Linked DNA regions of Mus musculus: region 1 is linked to region 2. The links are chromatin contacts, called in public Hi-C maps. All regions are on one chromosome and are shown on one strand. Each heading gives the region's core, a stretch centred on a gene start, on an enhancer-like site or on the middle of the called end of the contact. The rest is flanking DNA. Distances are from core to core; before and after follow the strand shown. Region 1 overlaps Limch1 (LIM and calponin homology domains 1). Region 2 has its middle 54 kb from the start of Gm33293.

Region 1 (7,443 bases), core at 1,453-3,952, 140 kb before region 2:
TCATCCTTCCGATCTCCCAGTTCCACCATAACATAATCCTCCCTCCACCCCAACAACTCCTCTTGTGGACTAGACTCTGCCAAGCCCGACCGAGATGCTCGTGCAACGCAGCCCACACAGAATTACTGTTAAGGACCAGCGGGCATCGGCTCTTTAAAAGGAAAGTTAAAATGACTTTGCTGAACACGTTTCTGTTCCTTCCTTGGTCTCAGATCCACCTCGGAATCAACAGATACCAAACCCACCAACATCCACGTCGGAAGATGTGAAGCCCAAAACCTTGGCCCTGGAGAAAACCATCAATCATCAGATGGAGTCTCCGGGGGAAAGGCGGAAGTGAGTAAACTGATAAAATGGACATGGGGTTGGTTTATTTATTTATTTATTAATGTACTGACTTAAGTGGGAAGAGGTGTGGGATGGTAAGACGGCAGCTGCATCTTTGTGCTTTGTCTCCATTGTGCTTAAACCTGTTTCTCTCAGGGAGCCTTCCCAACAATCCTATGAGGTTGATAATCTCGGTTTACAATGAAGAGTTCAGGGAAGTTAACATATCTCACCCTCAGAATTGGACTGGTTAAATATTAGAGGACCTCCACACACAGCTTCGCAGCAAGGCCACAGCGGGGGCACACAATCACACTTCCAAAATCCTGGCATGCGTCATTATCCGAATCTCATCCCGCCTGGATCTGGACTGTGGGCTCAGATTTTGTCTCTGCCACTCACACAGGGTTTAAGCAACTGTCTTAGGTTTTGTTTCCCTGCCTTAGTTTCCCCGTTATCTAGTGGGGATGAGCCTGGTACCTTCCTCACAGACTGCCCGGCCTGGCAGATCACCAACACTGCAGTGTGAGTCCCATGGTGGCATGTTAGCTTTTCTCCCTTCTCAGCACCGTGCTGAGCTGATACTCCCCCCCCCCCCTTTGTCTCAGACAGCTTCCGTGTTCATGGCTGTGTACCTGTGGCTCCAGAGTTGACAGGAGCTTCAGATCAACTAGATGGGATTGCTTGTATTGGATATTGCAGGGATTTTCAGCCTTTTTTTTTTTTCCCTCTCAAGCCATGGTGCTAACATTTTGGAAATGGGACTTTTGAAGAAGACAAGTGCCACCTGAGAGGGAGGCTGGGTGGGTACAAGTGCCACCTGAGAGGGAGGCTGGGTGGGTACGGGCTCGAGGGATCTCACGGCTCGTCAAGCAGCCAGGAGACAAGAGCGATTCTGTCCGTCTCTGTGTTCTAGTTTTCCTTTCCTTGCACTTTTCTCTGTCCTAACTATTTCTTCACCCATGAAATAAACTTTTCAAAGCTGACGACCTGATCCCACATAGGGCTCCTAAGCAGCCTACGCCTGCATGTCATACTGGCAACACCAAATTAGGGCCCTTCTGATTTCTTACGGCCTGATGAGAGTTAAACAGTCTCAAAGGTATTCATTGCAGGCCTCTACGGCAGGGACTGTGACTTCCTCTAAGATTGGCCCTGTTAGCTCGAGTAGCCATGTGAATCTATCTGTGTGATTATTTTTTGAGATCTTTACCATAAACTGACTTTAAAAAAAAAAATCTCCCCTGAACTTCTGAGCTGCCCTTAAGAGTTTGCCCTGGATCTTTAGTCATCTTTCTGTCCCACTAGACCTGTGGTTTTCACATAAAACTCAGTATGCAAAAGCAGCTCTGCCAATGGTGTAAATAACACGCAGTGAAGACGAAGCCACCGGAATTCTCCTGCCTAAGCAGCAGGGCCTGTGTGGTTTTCATTTACGCACGTGTGCATTCCTTCTAGACACAATTACTAGTTTTGCTCCAAAGCGAAAATAAATAACAACCAACCACGGTAGCATGTGTTCATAACCCCACCCTTGAGGGGCTGAGCCAGGAGGAACACTAAGTTTGAGACCAACCTGGGCGCCATAGTGAGACCTTGTCTCAATTGAGCAAAGATGTCAGCAGGGGAATCCTTTGTGGCCTTTTTGTTGTTTCTGTTTCTGTTTTTGTTTTAAGCTAAAATGTCTTTTTTACCGTGGCTTCTGTTGACTTTCCGTAACTGTGGGTTCCTTTACCGTGTTACAGGAAAAACCCTCGAGAGAACTTCCGGGCTGGGCCCCTGTCCCCATGCCCTCCCACCCCTCCCGGCCAGTCTCCAAACAGGTACACGAGGTCAGCAGGCCTCTCTGAGGCTGTTTTGTAGTCCTGCACTCAATGGGCGTAATTTTGGCCATATCAGTGCTTGTCGATTGACGCTGGCCCACACCCCTTCCCCACACACACAGAGGGAAGAGTTAAGAGAACATTTCTCTGCCTGCAGATTCATCAGCCCGGGGTAGAAAAAGTCAGATGTGTGGTGCTGGCTATGGCCATTAGGTCTTAATGACATTGTGTGGAACCTCTAATCTAATAATAAAGTGCACCAGACAGCTGCCGGGCTCCTGCTGCAGTGCCTCTGCCTCCAAGACTCCCAACCCTTATAGGGCAATGGGCTGCTGGCTCCTCCAGAGAACCAGGGTGAGGCTGGGAAACAAAACTCCCGTTCTCTGCTTCAAGCTCTCCCTGGATCACTCACCATAGCCCTGGACATTAGTCGGTCCCCACTATATCTTTAAAAGCTGCCCAAGTGTCCATCTGTCACAGGCACAGATGACTGGGGACTTAGTGGTTTTCATTGATAGATTTCTTTTCATGGCTAGAGTGTGACATCATCTCTAAGGTTTGATGAGGACAGCTCTTCCTCCTCTGGATGTCTGCCCTTCTGTTTCCTCTGTCAGCTTTGTTCTCCTGTAGCTTGCAGACGGACACATGCTTGTAAACTTCTAGAGCTTTGCAGCTGTGGGCACCATGGGGAGCTGATCTTACAGAAGCTGCAAAGCTTCTAAGAGAGGACAGCCCTGCAGTGGCACCTGTAGTGGCAGGTGGACAGTGTCCAGGGCTGTAGGTGGTGGAAGGAGGTGGGTTCAGTCCCAGGAGTTGGCAATACAGATAGAAAAGAAGTATCTATCTTTGCAGGCTCAGTGTCTATTCTGGAGCACACAATAGGGGTATGGCCAGCCCTCTCCTTTTGTAGGTAGAAGGGAGACCTAAACAGAGCATTCTGCAGTGTTCCCCATGAACTCAGGGCAGAGCAGGAACCGTATCCCTGAAGCCTCCACAAGGCAGCCTCCTCTCCTATATCATAGTGGACTCTTTGTAAAAATGAAAGGCCATAGCAGGCCAATGCACCTTTCATGGGAACTGCTTGTACTAGCTGGTTTTGTGTGTCAACTTGACACAAGCTAAAGAGAAAGGAGCCTCAGGTAAGGAAATGCCTCCATGAGATCCAGCTATAAGGCCTTTTCTCAATTAATGAGGAAGGACCCAGCACATTGTGGGTGGTGCCATCCTGGGCTGGCAGTCCTGTAAGAAAGCAGCCTGAGTAAGCCATGAGGAGCCAGCCAGTGAGCAGCATCCCCCCCATGGCCTCTGCATCAGGTCCTGCCTCCAGGTTCCTGCCCTGCTTAGGTACCTGTCCTGACTCTCTCCAATGATGGACTATGATCTGGAAGTGTCAGCCAAATAAACCCTTCCCTCCCCAGTTTGCTTTTGGGACATGGAGTGTCATCATGCCATGCAGCAATAGAAACCCTCACTAAGACATTGCTGAAGCTACCTCAGAACCTTGGTGTAGTGGCTATTCCTGGTTGTCAACTTGACAATATTTGGAATGAACTACAATCCGGAATTGGAAGGCTCACCAGTGACCCTTATCTGGAGGCTTGGAGATCCTTATCTGGATCTTGGTTTGAAGATCTTGAGCCATAGTGGCTATGGATTCCAGAAGATTGAATCTCCGAGTTAAGGAACACACCTTTAATCTGGCTATGCCTTTCATCTGGGATTAAAGGTGTGGTGGAACACACCTTTAATCTGGGCTACACCTTTTGCTGGAGACAATATAAGGACATTGGAAGAAGGGAGTCTAGCTCGAGCCCTTGCTCCTTCGCCTGCTTGCTGCGTGAGACTGAGTAACTGCTAGATCCTTGGACTTCCATTCACAGCTGCGACTGAACAATTGTTGGGAATTGGGCTGCCGACTGTAAGTCATCAATAAATTCCTTTACTATCTAGAGACTATCCATAAGTTCTGTGACTCTAGAGAACCCTGACTAATACAGAAGTTGGTACCAGGAGTGGTTCTAGAGTAACAGAAGTACAAGGATGAATCTTTTAAAATTCTGGAATTGGCTTGTTGATCCACCAGCACTTTCAACTATTGAAACCTCTCCAGATTCTCTCCCTCCTGGGAGCTCAGAGAATTTTGAAGACCCATGGTTGAAACTATATTCCGAACTTAAAGAAGCTAATGCCCTTGATTTTCTTAATGAATTAGGTGATTCAGTGCACAAAGCTTTCTACAAGATGGGGAAAAAATCGAAAAATGATTTTACTGGCTGGCTGCTCTTAGTATCTGTGGAAAAAATGATGAATGAAAGGAAGGAGTTGTGTGATAAAATCGAAAGGCTCCAGACACAAGTAAACGATCTAAAAGTTGCTAAGTGTGTCCTTGAGGAGAATCTTCTCTCTTGTAGCAATAGAGCTCAAGTTGCAGAAAATCAAACAGAAACTCTCATTGTAAGGTTGGCTGAACTACAGCGAAAATTCAAGTCTCAGCCTCAGAGTGTGTCGACAGTTAAAGTAAGGGCTCTAATTGGCAAAGAATGGGATCCTACAACATGGGATGGGGATGTGTGGGAAGACCATGTTGAAGCTGAGAATTTTGAATCCTCAGATTCTCAAGGGTTTGCCCCACCTGAGGAAGTAGTACCCTCAGCCCCACCTCTTGAAATAATGCCTTCCCCACATGAGGAAATTAATTTTGCAGAGTCTGCTCACGGCCCACCAATAGTTTCTTCTAGACCTGTAACCAGACTCAAAGCAAAACAGGCTCCTAGAGGGGAGGTAGAAAGTGTAGTCCATGAGGAAATTCGCTACACTACTAAGGAGCTTAATGAGTTTGCTAATTCATTCAAGCAGAAACCTGGTGAATATGTGTGGGAATGGATTTTAAGGGTGTGGGATAAGGGTGGAAGGAACATAAAACTAGAGCAGGCTGAGTTTATTGACATGGGTCCTCTGAGTAGAGATTCTAGGTTTAATACGGAAGCTCGCATAGTTAAAAAAGGTGTCAAAAGTTTGTTTGAATGGTTGGCTGAGGTGTTTATCAAAAGATGGCCTACTGGAAATGACTTGGAGATGCCTGATATTCCATGGCTTAGTGTTGATGAAGGGATTTTAAGACTTAGGGAAATTGCAATGCTAGAGTGGATATATTGTGTAAAGCATAATTGTCCACAATGGGAAGGTCCAGAAGATATGCCTTTCACCAGCTCTATAAGACGCAAATTGGTGAGAGGGGCACCAGCACATTTGAAGGGTTTTGTTCTTTCCCTTTTCCTTGTGCCAGATCTTAGCATTGGAGATGCTTCTGCTCAATTAGATGAATTAAATTCACTGGGTTTAGTTGGATTCCGAGGTAACAAGGGCCAGGTGGCAGCATTGAATCGCCCGAGACAAGGTGATTCTAGTTATTATAATGGACAGCGTAGACAAAAGAATGTTTATAATAACATACCCAGTAATGGTCAGCACAGGAGAGGTGAAATTTATAATGGCATGACTCGGTTGGACCTTTGGTACTGGCTAACCAATCATGGTGTTTCCAGGAATGAAATACATAGGAAGCCTACTGCATATTTGTTTGATCTGTATAAGCAGAAAAATTCTCAAACAAATGAAAGAAAGGCTACATTAGATCGTGGTAAACAGCCAAATGAAAGAAAGGCTACATTAGATCGTGGTAAACAGCAATCTCGGCCAGTGAATCAATTTCCAGACTTGAGACAGTTTGCAGATCCAGAACCCCTTGAATGAAGGGGTGGCCAGGTTCCGCTGAGGAAGGATCTTGATAAGACACTCAAAGGTTTTGCTGTTACCCTTTCTCCAGTTCTTCCCCAGAGGGACCTACGGCCTTTTACAAGGGTAACTGTACACTGGGGAAAAGGAAATAATCAGACTTTTCGGGGTCTGCTGGATACTGGTTCTGAGTTGACACTGATCCCAGGGGATCCCAAGAAACATTGTGGCCCTCCAGTTAAAGTAGGGGCTTATGGAGGGCAGGTGATTAATGGAGTTTTGACTGATGTCCGACTCACAGTAGGTCCAGTAGGTCCCCGGACACATCCTGTGGTGATTTCCCCAGTTCCAGAATGTATAATTGGGATAGATATACTCAGAAATTGGCAGAATTCTCATATTGGTTCCCTGAACTGTAGAGTGAGGGCTATTATGGTTGGAAAGGCCAAATGGAAGCCTTTAGAGTTGCCTTTGCCAAAGAAAATAGTGAATCAAAAACAGTATCGTATTCCTGGAGGCATTGCAGAAATTACTGCCACTATCAAGGACTTGAAAGACGCAGGGGTGGTGGTTCCCACCACATCTCCGTTTAACTCTCCTATCTGGCCAGTGCAGAAAACAGATGGATCATGGAGAATGACAGTTGATTATCGAAAACTAAATCAGGTAGTAACTCCAATTGCAGCTGCTGTACCAGATGTAGTTTCGTTACTTGAGCAAATTAACACATCTCCTGGCACCTGGTATGCGGCTATTGATCTGGCAAATGCCTTCTTCTCAGTACCTGTCCATAAGGACCACCAGAAGCAATTTGCTTTCAGTTGGCAAGGCCAACAGTATACCTTCACAGTTTTGCCTCAAGGATATATTAACTCTCCTGCCCTGTGTCATAATTTAGTTAGAAGGGATCTTGATCGTTTGGATCTTCCACAAAATATCACATTGGTGCACTATATTGATGACATTATGCTGATTGGACCAAGTGAGCAGGAAGTAGCAACCACTTTGGACTCATTGGTAACACATATGCGTATCAGAGGATGGGAAATAAATCCAACCAAAATTCAAGGACCATCTACCTCAGTGAAATTCTTAGGAGTCCAGTGGTGTGGGGCATGCAGAGATATTCCTTCTAAGGTGAAAGATAAGTTATTGCACCTGGCCCCTCCTACAACCAAGAAAGAAGCACAACGTTTAGTGGGTCTATTTGGATTCTGGAGACAACACATCCCTCACTTGGGTGTGTTACTTAGGCCTATTTACCAAGTGACTCGGAAAGCTGCTAGCTTTGTGTGGGGCCTGGAACAGGAGAAGGCCCTTCAACAGGTCCAGGCTGCTGTGCAGGCTGCTCTACCACTTGGACCATATGACCCAGCAGACCCGATGGTACTTGAGGTATCTGTGGCTGATAGAGATGCTGTTTGGAGCCTCTGGCAGGCCCCTGTAGGTGAATCACAGAAAAGACCTTTGGGATTTTGGAGCAAAGCTCTACCATCATCTGCAGACAACTATTCTCCCTTTGAAAAACAGCTCTTGGCCTGCTATTGGGCCTTAGTGG
Region 2 (7,450 bases), core at 3,100-5,599:
GAATTTTTGATCTTAGCCATTGTGACTGGTGTGAGATGGAATCTCAGGGCTGTTTTGATTTGCATTTCCCTGATGATTAAGGATGCTGAACATTTTTTCAGGTGCTTCTCAGCCATTCGGTTTTCCTCAGGTGAGAATATTTGTTTAGCTCTGAGCCCCATTTTTAATGGGGTTATTTGATTTTCTGGAGTCCACCTTCTTGAGTTCTTTATATATATTGGATATTAGTCCCCTATCTGATATAGGATAGGTAAAGATCCTTTCCCAATCTGTTGGTGCCTTTTTGTCTTATTGACAGTGTCTTTTGCCTTGCAGAAGCTTTGCAGTTTTATGAGGTCCCATTTGTCAATTCTCGATCTTACAGCACAAGCCATTGCTGTTCTATTCAGGAATTTTTCCACTGTGCCCATATCTTCGAGGCTTTTCCCCACTTTCTCCTCTATAAGTTTCAGTGTTTCTGGTTTTATGTGGAGTTCCTTGATCCACTTAGATTTGACCTTAGTACAAGGAGATAGAAATGGATCAATTCGCATTCTGCCCCTCAACAGGGGAATGGATACAGAAAATGTGGTACATTTACACAATGGAGTACTACTCAGCTATTAAAAAAATTGAATTTATGAAATTCATAGGCAAATGGATTGACCTGGAGGGCATCATCCTGAGTGAGGTAACCCAATCACAAAAGAACTCACATGATATGTACTCACTGATAAGTGGATATTAACCCAGAAACTTAGAATACCCAAGATATAAGTTACAATTTGCAAAACACATGAAACGCAAGAAGAATGAAGACCAAAGTGTGGACACTTTGCCCCTTCTTAGAATTGGGAACAAAACACCCATGGAAGGAGTTACAGAGACAAAGTTTGGAGCTGAGACAAAAGGATGGACCATCTAGAGACTACCATATCCGGGGATCCATCCCATAATCAGCCACCAAACGCAGACATCATTGCATACACTAGCAAGATTTTGCTGAAAGGACCCTGATATAGCTGTCTCTTGTGAGACTAGGCCAGGGCCTAGCAAACACAGAAGTGGATGCTCACAGTCAGCTATTGGATGGATCACAGGGCCCCCAATGGAGGAGCTAGAGAAAGTATCCAAGGAGCTAAAGGGATCTGCAACCCTATAGGTGGAACAACAATATGAACTAACCAGTACCCCGGAGCTCTTGTCTCTAGCTGCATATGTATCAAAAGATGGTCTAGTCGGCCATCAGTGGAAAGAGAGGCCCATTGGTCGTGCAAACTTTATATGCCTCAGTACAAGGGAACACCAGGGCCAAGAAGTGGGAGTGGGTGGGTAGGGGAGTGGGTGGGAGGGTATGGGGGACTTTTGGGATAGCATTGGAAATGTAAATGAGGAAAATACCTAATAAAAAATTTAAAAAAAAAGAAGACTTAGAGACAAAGATTAGAAATCAGGAGGGTTCTCCAGTCAGTACTGTGGCAGCCCGGAGTTTAATTCTCTCAGGCTTTATAGACTTTACAGTATTGTGGGAAACAAAGCCACAAGCCAGCAGGGACAGCAGCTGATATACATTCAAGCTCTGGACCCAGCTGGAGGCCTCCCTATTGCTCCTTGTTTCTTCCTCCAAGATGAACAGGACATCCAGCCCCTTTCCTTGAGCTTCAAGTGTATCCCCTCTTCTTGTCCCGTGCATGAGCAGGCCAAGAAATCTGCCAGCAGGCCAGGGCCTGCCTTGACTCCTCCTGACAAGCAGGCTCTCACAGAAGCAGACAAAATGGTTCCCAATGGAAAACTAATATTGGGAGTAAAGCTTGCATTTTCTCTTGTACAGCCCTTTCTCATCAGCTAAGGAATAGACCGACAAGTTTGCTCACTAAACACACCTCCCGTGTGCCGTGTGCTGTGCTGAGTGCAGAGGCTACAAAAAAAAAAAAAAAAAAAAAAAACAAATGAGAAAACCAGTACAGTCAAATACATACAGTATGGTGCTGCATCACAGGGGAGGGATTAACCTCTCACCTCTTCTGATTTAAATGTCAATCACTCAGAGTGAGAGGCTCCCTGAATGATGCCAGTGTACACACAACAGCTTCCCACGTTGAGTTTTATAGAGGAGAATGATGGGTTCTTGAACAGCTGCAGCAGGAGACTGTGGTAGAGGAAGGCATCACCCTCCATGGGAACAGGGCAGCATAAGATTCCCTCAGCAGACAAAGGATACCTGAGAAGAGATAAGATGAATGCCAGTGTGGTTTTGTGTCTGCCATGGTCCAGGTGCCCCATAGAGACCCAGAATACCAGCTCTAGTTCCGTGCACCATGATAGTGATGCTCATGTGAGGTTTGAATAAGGCACAGGAGACAGGAAAGAAGATGAAGTACTAAGGCACGGGGGTGGGGCGGGACACAGGGCAAGAGCGGCAGGAACTAAGGCATCAGGAAGTCAAAAGGCAGAATGCAGGCCCAAGGAGCGGCGGGCCTGGAGTTCTGGGCATCGGATCCGGAAATGTTCCATTTCTTGGCATCCTCTACAGGTTTATCTCGCCTTTGACCCTGGCTGAAGTTGTGCGAAGCGATGGAGCCAGGCTTCTGGTATGGCCAGAACTTTCTAGTTCAAATCTTGATTTCTCCAGGCTGAGCAGGAATGTGCTAAACATGGCTGTCACCAATGAATGCTCACAGCTGGCCCAGGAGAGGAAGGGCCAGGTGGGAGCTACTTACGGCAGACTTGTCTGTGGCCCCTTCTCCAAAATGAGAAGGAGACAATGGGATGCCATTGTGTATCCAATCAACTCTCAATTATCCAGGGGCAGATTCTCCACTCTGTGGGTCCCCGCTACTCCCTTTGACTTCCCTCCAGCTGTCTGCCCTTTGACCGGTCTCCTGCCCATCAGAGCCCCGTCAGAGGGTGGGCAGGTGGAGGCAGGGGGAGGAAGTGAAACTCAGATCAGTCATTTTATGGCTGTTCCTTAGACATTCTTGCAAAAGAAGAATCGTTGGTTAAACCAACATTCGGTTTATTTGGGGTTTTAATTATCAAGACTCTGCCTCGTCCTGCCTCAGCATGGATAATTGGTAATTGGTTAAGTGATATTTATTCTATCTGTGGCACCTCTGCTATTGTATCTGCCTCGTTTCATTTTTAAAATACTCTGCATTAGTAAAAGCCACACTGAGATGATTTTCTTAATGCACTTGGAGTCCTGGTGCTTGGGCATAAAACGGACATCTCTATCCCCTACTTGTGAGGGGGCTCGGGAGGCGTTCCAGTGACTACACATATGTGGGATTTATGTCCACAGGAAGATTCTGGTAAGTGCTTTAAAGTTATGTTTCACAAGCAATCTAAACCTGAGACAGACACAGGGGTGTTTTTAAAGCTCACCTCTAAAATTCTGTGCAGTAAAAATAGGGGGTGGCTAGAGTTCTCGTCCTGCTCCTTCCAAGTGGCCCCTTGAATTTAAACATTATAGTTCATTCATGAGAATGAAACAAAGTTCTTTGCTATATTGAAATGAGAAAGTTGAGCTAACACACATCTATATGGAAAAGGTCTTTCTGTTTGAAGGTCACAACAGCATTTAAAAAGAAAAGGTAAAACTATATAAGGTGGGTGGCAGCGGCACAGCCTTCAATCCCAGCACTCAGGAGGCAGAGCCTTGTGGAACTTTGTGAGTTCAAGGCCAGCCTAGACTACATAGTGAGTCCTAGGACAGCCAGGGCTACATGGTGAGACACTATCTCAAAAAAATCCATGAAGACACAGGGCAAGACAGATGGCTTCATTTTATTATCAGTTTATAGTATGCAATGGGAAGAGTTTACATTTATATTCAGTTATAAATATGTTTATACTTATAATTATTTCCATGGTTGCTTTGTTTCCTAGAGCTTTTCATTGTGGATACCCCTGGTGTTTTGAGTTGTTTCCAGTCAACATATTTTCTAGAAGAGTGAGACCTGCCACAACTAGGCAGCACAGAGCAAGGCAGAGAGGTGACCTGGCTGCGACTCGGGCTTTAGGGTCAGAATAAAGGACTCTGGGTTTGAATAGGGCAGAAGCCAAAGAAGTATATAGCCAGCAAGTGTGAATCTGCCCTCCAGAGAACCCGTGGCTCTCCAACAGGGGCCTGGATATGCTCCAAGACTAGTTTCATCTCCTGACTTGGCCACATAGGTGTAAACTGTGGATAACTATCCCTGAACCTCAGTTATATCATGCAAAGAATGGGAACAGCAATGGGCTATCATCTCCGCAGGGATAAAATGCATAAGCATGCTTATCTCATCCATAACAATAAGCCAGCAAGGCTGCTCAGTATATCCAAGATTTGAATTGAGAGTGGACTAGAAACTATCAATTCCTGTCAGAAGTCCATAAGAAATAGAGAAAAGTTGTAAGAAGAAAGGATTCTAAGCACTGATCTCTGCATCAACGTGCTGGAGTATTCATTCCCAGATGAATAAATCTACTGGGTGTATTGAAGGGAGACTCTAAGCCTTCCTGGGGCAGAAGGTATTTCTTACCGAAATGTGTCTTGGCTCCAGTTGGCTTGACAGTGCATATGCCTTGCAAAGACAAATTTTGGCAAAGGGTCCTAACATGGTTTACGAAATCTTGTTCTCCCGGTTCCGAGCTAGGGCAGTTTGAGGTATCTACAGAAACACAGCTGTCTGGTCTCCGGTCTGTTCTGCATTTGCCTGCTTCCGTGAGTTATAGAAGTGCCACCTCCTGTTTGGGTTTTGCAGAAAATCTTTGGATTGCTCTGGATGTCTTGCCACGCTAATTAAATAAGCTATGACTAATTAAATGTCATAAGGCATGATGTAAACCTGTTAATGTCAGGGGAGATCTATAAAAACAACAATGGGGAAGGGCAAATTTGTCACATGTCAACATTTTTAGCTAATTTCCAGTAGTAAATAAGCAAATTTTATTTCAAATCTAAAAACCGTTTGCTGATGTGATTAGGGGAATCCTATATTTTTGTGCCTGATTAAGCTGTGGCTTAGACCAGGCAGGGGGTTGGGGGTTCCTGGAAAATCTAGCCTCTGAATAGTTAACTACCCATTTTTTCAATTAAGCATAATGTTATGTTAACATCCTAAAGAGGTAAATGATGGCACAGTAAATCCAATTAGAATACGTACTTACAACTGGATTCTCTTGCAATTTTCAAAAAGCCGACTGCGTTTTCTGTCTTGCCTGCTATTGTCGAAGCAGCCTGTACCACAAGTTGCTGCAACCCCCCCTGCCTGGTGTCTGTGTCTCTGCCTGGTGACCTCTGCTGTAAGAGCCGCCGCAGAAATCACAAACTCTCACATCAATTTGCCACAATTGGATGTGGCATCTTGCAGCTAATTCGATTTGGGAAGAAACGCACCTGGCTCTGTTTTTTCCCTATAGAACATGGAGGGAGTTCGGAGTCTACACAGACGCCATCTAAGCGAGGAACCCATGTGCTTTTCAAGGTCTAAGCAGTTTGTCTTCCTCTCCCCGAATACAGCCCCATGACAAAGGGAAGGGAGCTGAATTATTTAATGCAAATAAATAAATAAATAAATAAATAAATAAATAAATAAATAAATAAATAAATAAATAAATACATTAGATTGGGGTCAGGGAGGGAGAGAGAGAAACCAAAGAAGGAAAAGATACAACTGTTGTTCTAACTTCCAGGTCCCTCCCCTTATAAGAGAAGGCTACCCTCCTGGTTTGTTTTGTTTCAACTCTTTGTTTCCATTCTGATCAGCTCAATGCAACATCTCCTGTATCCTAGCCAGGAAGAAATGCCACCAAATCAGTAGTATTTGAGAAGAAACACACACACACACACACACACACACACACACACACACACACTCTCTCACACACACACACACACACAAGTAAAGCTACATAGGGTGTTTTCAATGTTTCAAACCGGTTTGAGGTTGTAGAAAACAGCCAAAATGGTCATGTGTTTAATATATTATTGATACATTTCCAGGTCTGAGGGCTGCTGTTGAACAAGAACTGCAAGTCTCTGGCCTTTTATTCAGTGACCCACATTTTATCTCGAGCATGCTTCAGATGTTGAACAACTAAATAATCAACAACAAACCCTACCTCATAAATAAGATGTCGGTTGAATATGTGAGGATGCTCCGGAGGAAGGGGGAGGGATAATTAGGGACTTGGCACAGTGGGTTTTCCCTCTTCAGTGCACTAGGCTACATTTATACAGAGAAGGACATTTCTGTAGAGGAGTAAATGAATGCTATGGCAGGAGTCTTCTCTATCCCATGTTGCTAAGAAATACATAAACCATGTGTCGTGTAAAGGTAAATATTCTCTGGAAAAGCAATCCGTTGTTTTAATTTATTTTATTATTCATTTTAATTGTATGTGGTGAAGGCACATATGTATCATGGTATAAGTGTGGAGGCCAAGGACAACTTACAAGAATCAGTTCTCTTCTTACATTATGTGGATCTAGGATTCAAACTCAGGTCCCCAGACTGGGCAGCAAGCCACCTTACCCTTGGAGCCAACTCACTGACCCTTAATTATTATTCTTCTTCTTCTTCTTCTTCTTCTTCTTCTTCTTCTTCTTCTTCTTCTTCTTCTTCTTCTTCTTCTTCTTCTTCTTCCTCCTCCTCCTCCTCCTCCTCCTCCTCCTCCTCCTCCTCCTCCTCCTCCTCCCCCTCCTCCTCCTCCTCCTCCTCTTCTTCTTCTTCTTCTTCTTCTTCTTCTTCTTCTTCTTCTTCTTCTTCTTCTTCTTCTTTTTAATCTGTTACTTTTAAGAAGGAGGCTATCCTGAGTCAAAGGTCACACATAACTTCCACCATAATGGTCAGACTTCATACCATAGCTGCACAATTTTAAAGTAAGGGAAGGATGAGAATTTTATTTTTTTTCAAGGGCAAAAAGGGGGCAGCTATTTCTAACTCAGCAACACGAGGGTAAGGATGACTCTGACTTTCTGTCCCCCTTCTCCTGTACTCAGTACCAAGTCAGTAACTGGGACTAAATTGTTTGGCTGAGTGACTGAGCCTTATAACTTCATGTCCAGGTCTCCTTTGTGTAGATAGACCTGGCTTCCCTCTCTCTGTCTGGGCAGCAGCCTGACGAGTCATGTGATAACCCAAGCATTTATGTGCCTGGCAAATTTGTGTTTAAAGGTAGAGGACCTGGGATTGTTGTTGCCATGGTTCCTTGCTATCTTTGTGCTTCAGCTTCTGCAGTATCTCAAGGATAGCCAGCTTGCCAGGAATATCCAGTCACAGAGATGAAGGACAACTCACTCATTTGAGGCTGCCGCTCACGAGTGGTACCATTTCCAACAAAAGGTGAAAGGAAGGAAAATTTTTGGAGCTAAGGAGCAGGAAGCAAAATCAAAATAAGTTCCCAGAACTCTCCCGATCCTACAACCACCATGGCTGAAAGTGGCTCAGAGCCTCTTCCTTGTTTTCTCTGAGCACGTGTGAAC

Evidence for each region. Hi-C and Micro-C count contacts between places; a contact is called where the count stands out from the background.
Region 1: a Hi-C map of the N1E-115 cell line shows a contact between it and region 2, with 3 times the contacts expected there. The contact joins two enhancer-like sites. A contact is called at or near these places in 13 of 484 Hi-C or Micro-C datasets (the HL-1 cell line, the N1E-115 cell line, bone marrow-derived macrophages and 3 more), 1 of 115 datasets of contacts at active chromatin or transcription factors (embryonic stem cells) and 2 of 9 other capture datasets (embryonic stem cells and pancreatic islet).

The regions. Positions count from the first base shown.
Region 1 is chr5:67,033,954-67,041,396 of GRCm38.p6, forward strand. Limch1 (LIM and calponin homology domains 1) reads left to right here. Exons shown (of 26, transcript NM_001001980.3): 23 at 213-336. Among named protein-coding and RNA genes, the nearest start is that of Gm33040, 38 kb to the left of the region's middle. Within about 2 kb of position 2,703, at least 4 of the 459 cell types and tissues checked have an H3K27ac peak or open chromatin away from gene starts, as enhancers often do. A contact at or near this core is called in the N1E-115 cell line, where this site is marked.
Region 2 is chr5:67,174,127-67,181,576 of GRCm38.p6, forward strand. No RefSeq gene overlaps it. Among named protein-coding and RNA genes, the nearest start is that of Gm33293, 54 kb to the right of the region's middle. Within about 2 kb of position 4,350, at least 7 of the 459 cell types and tissues checked have an H3K27ac peak or open chromatin away from gene starts, as enhancers often do. A contact at or near this core is called in the N1E-115 cell line, where this site is marked.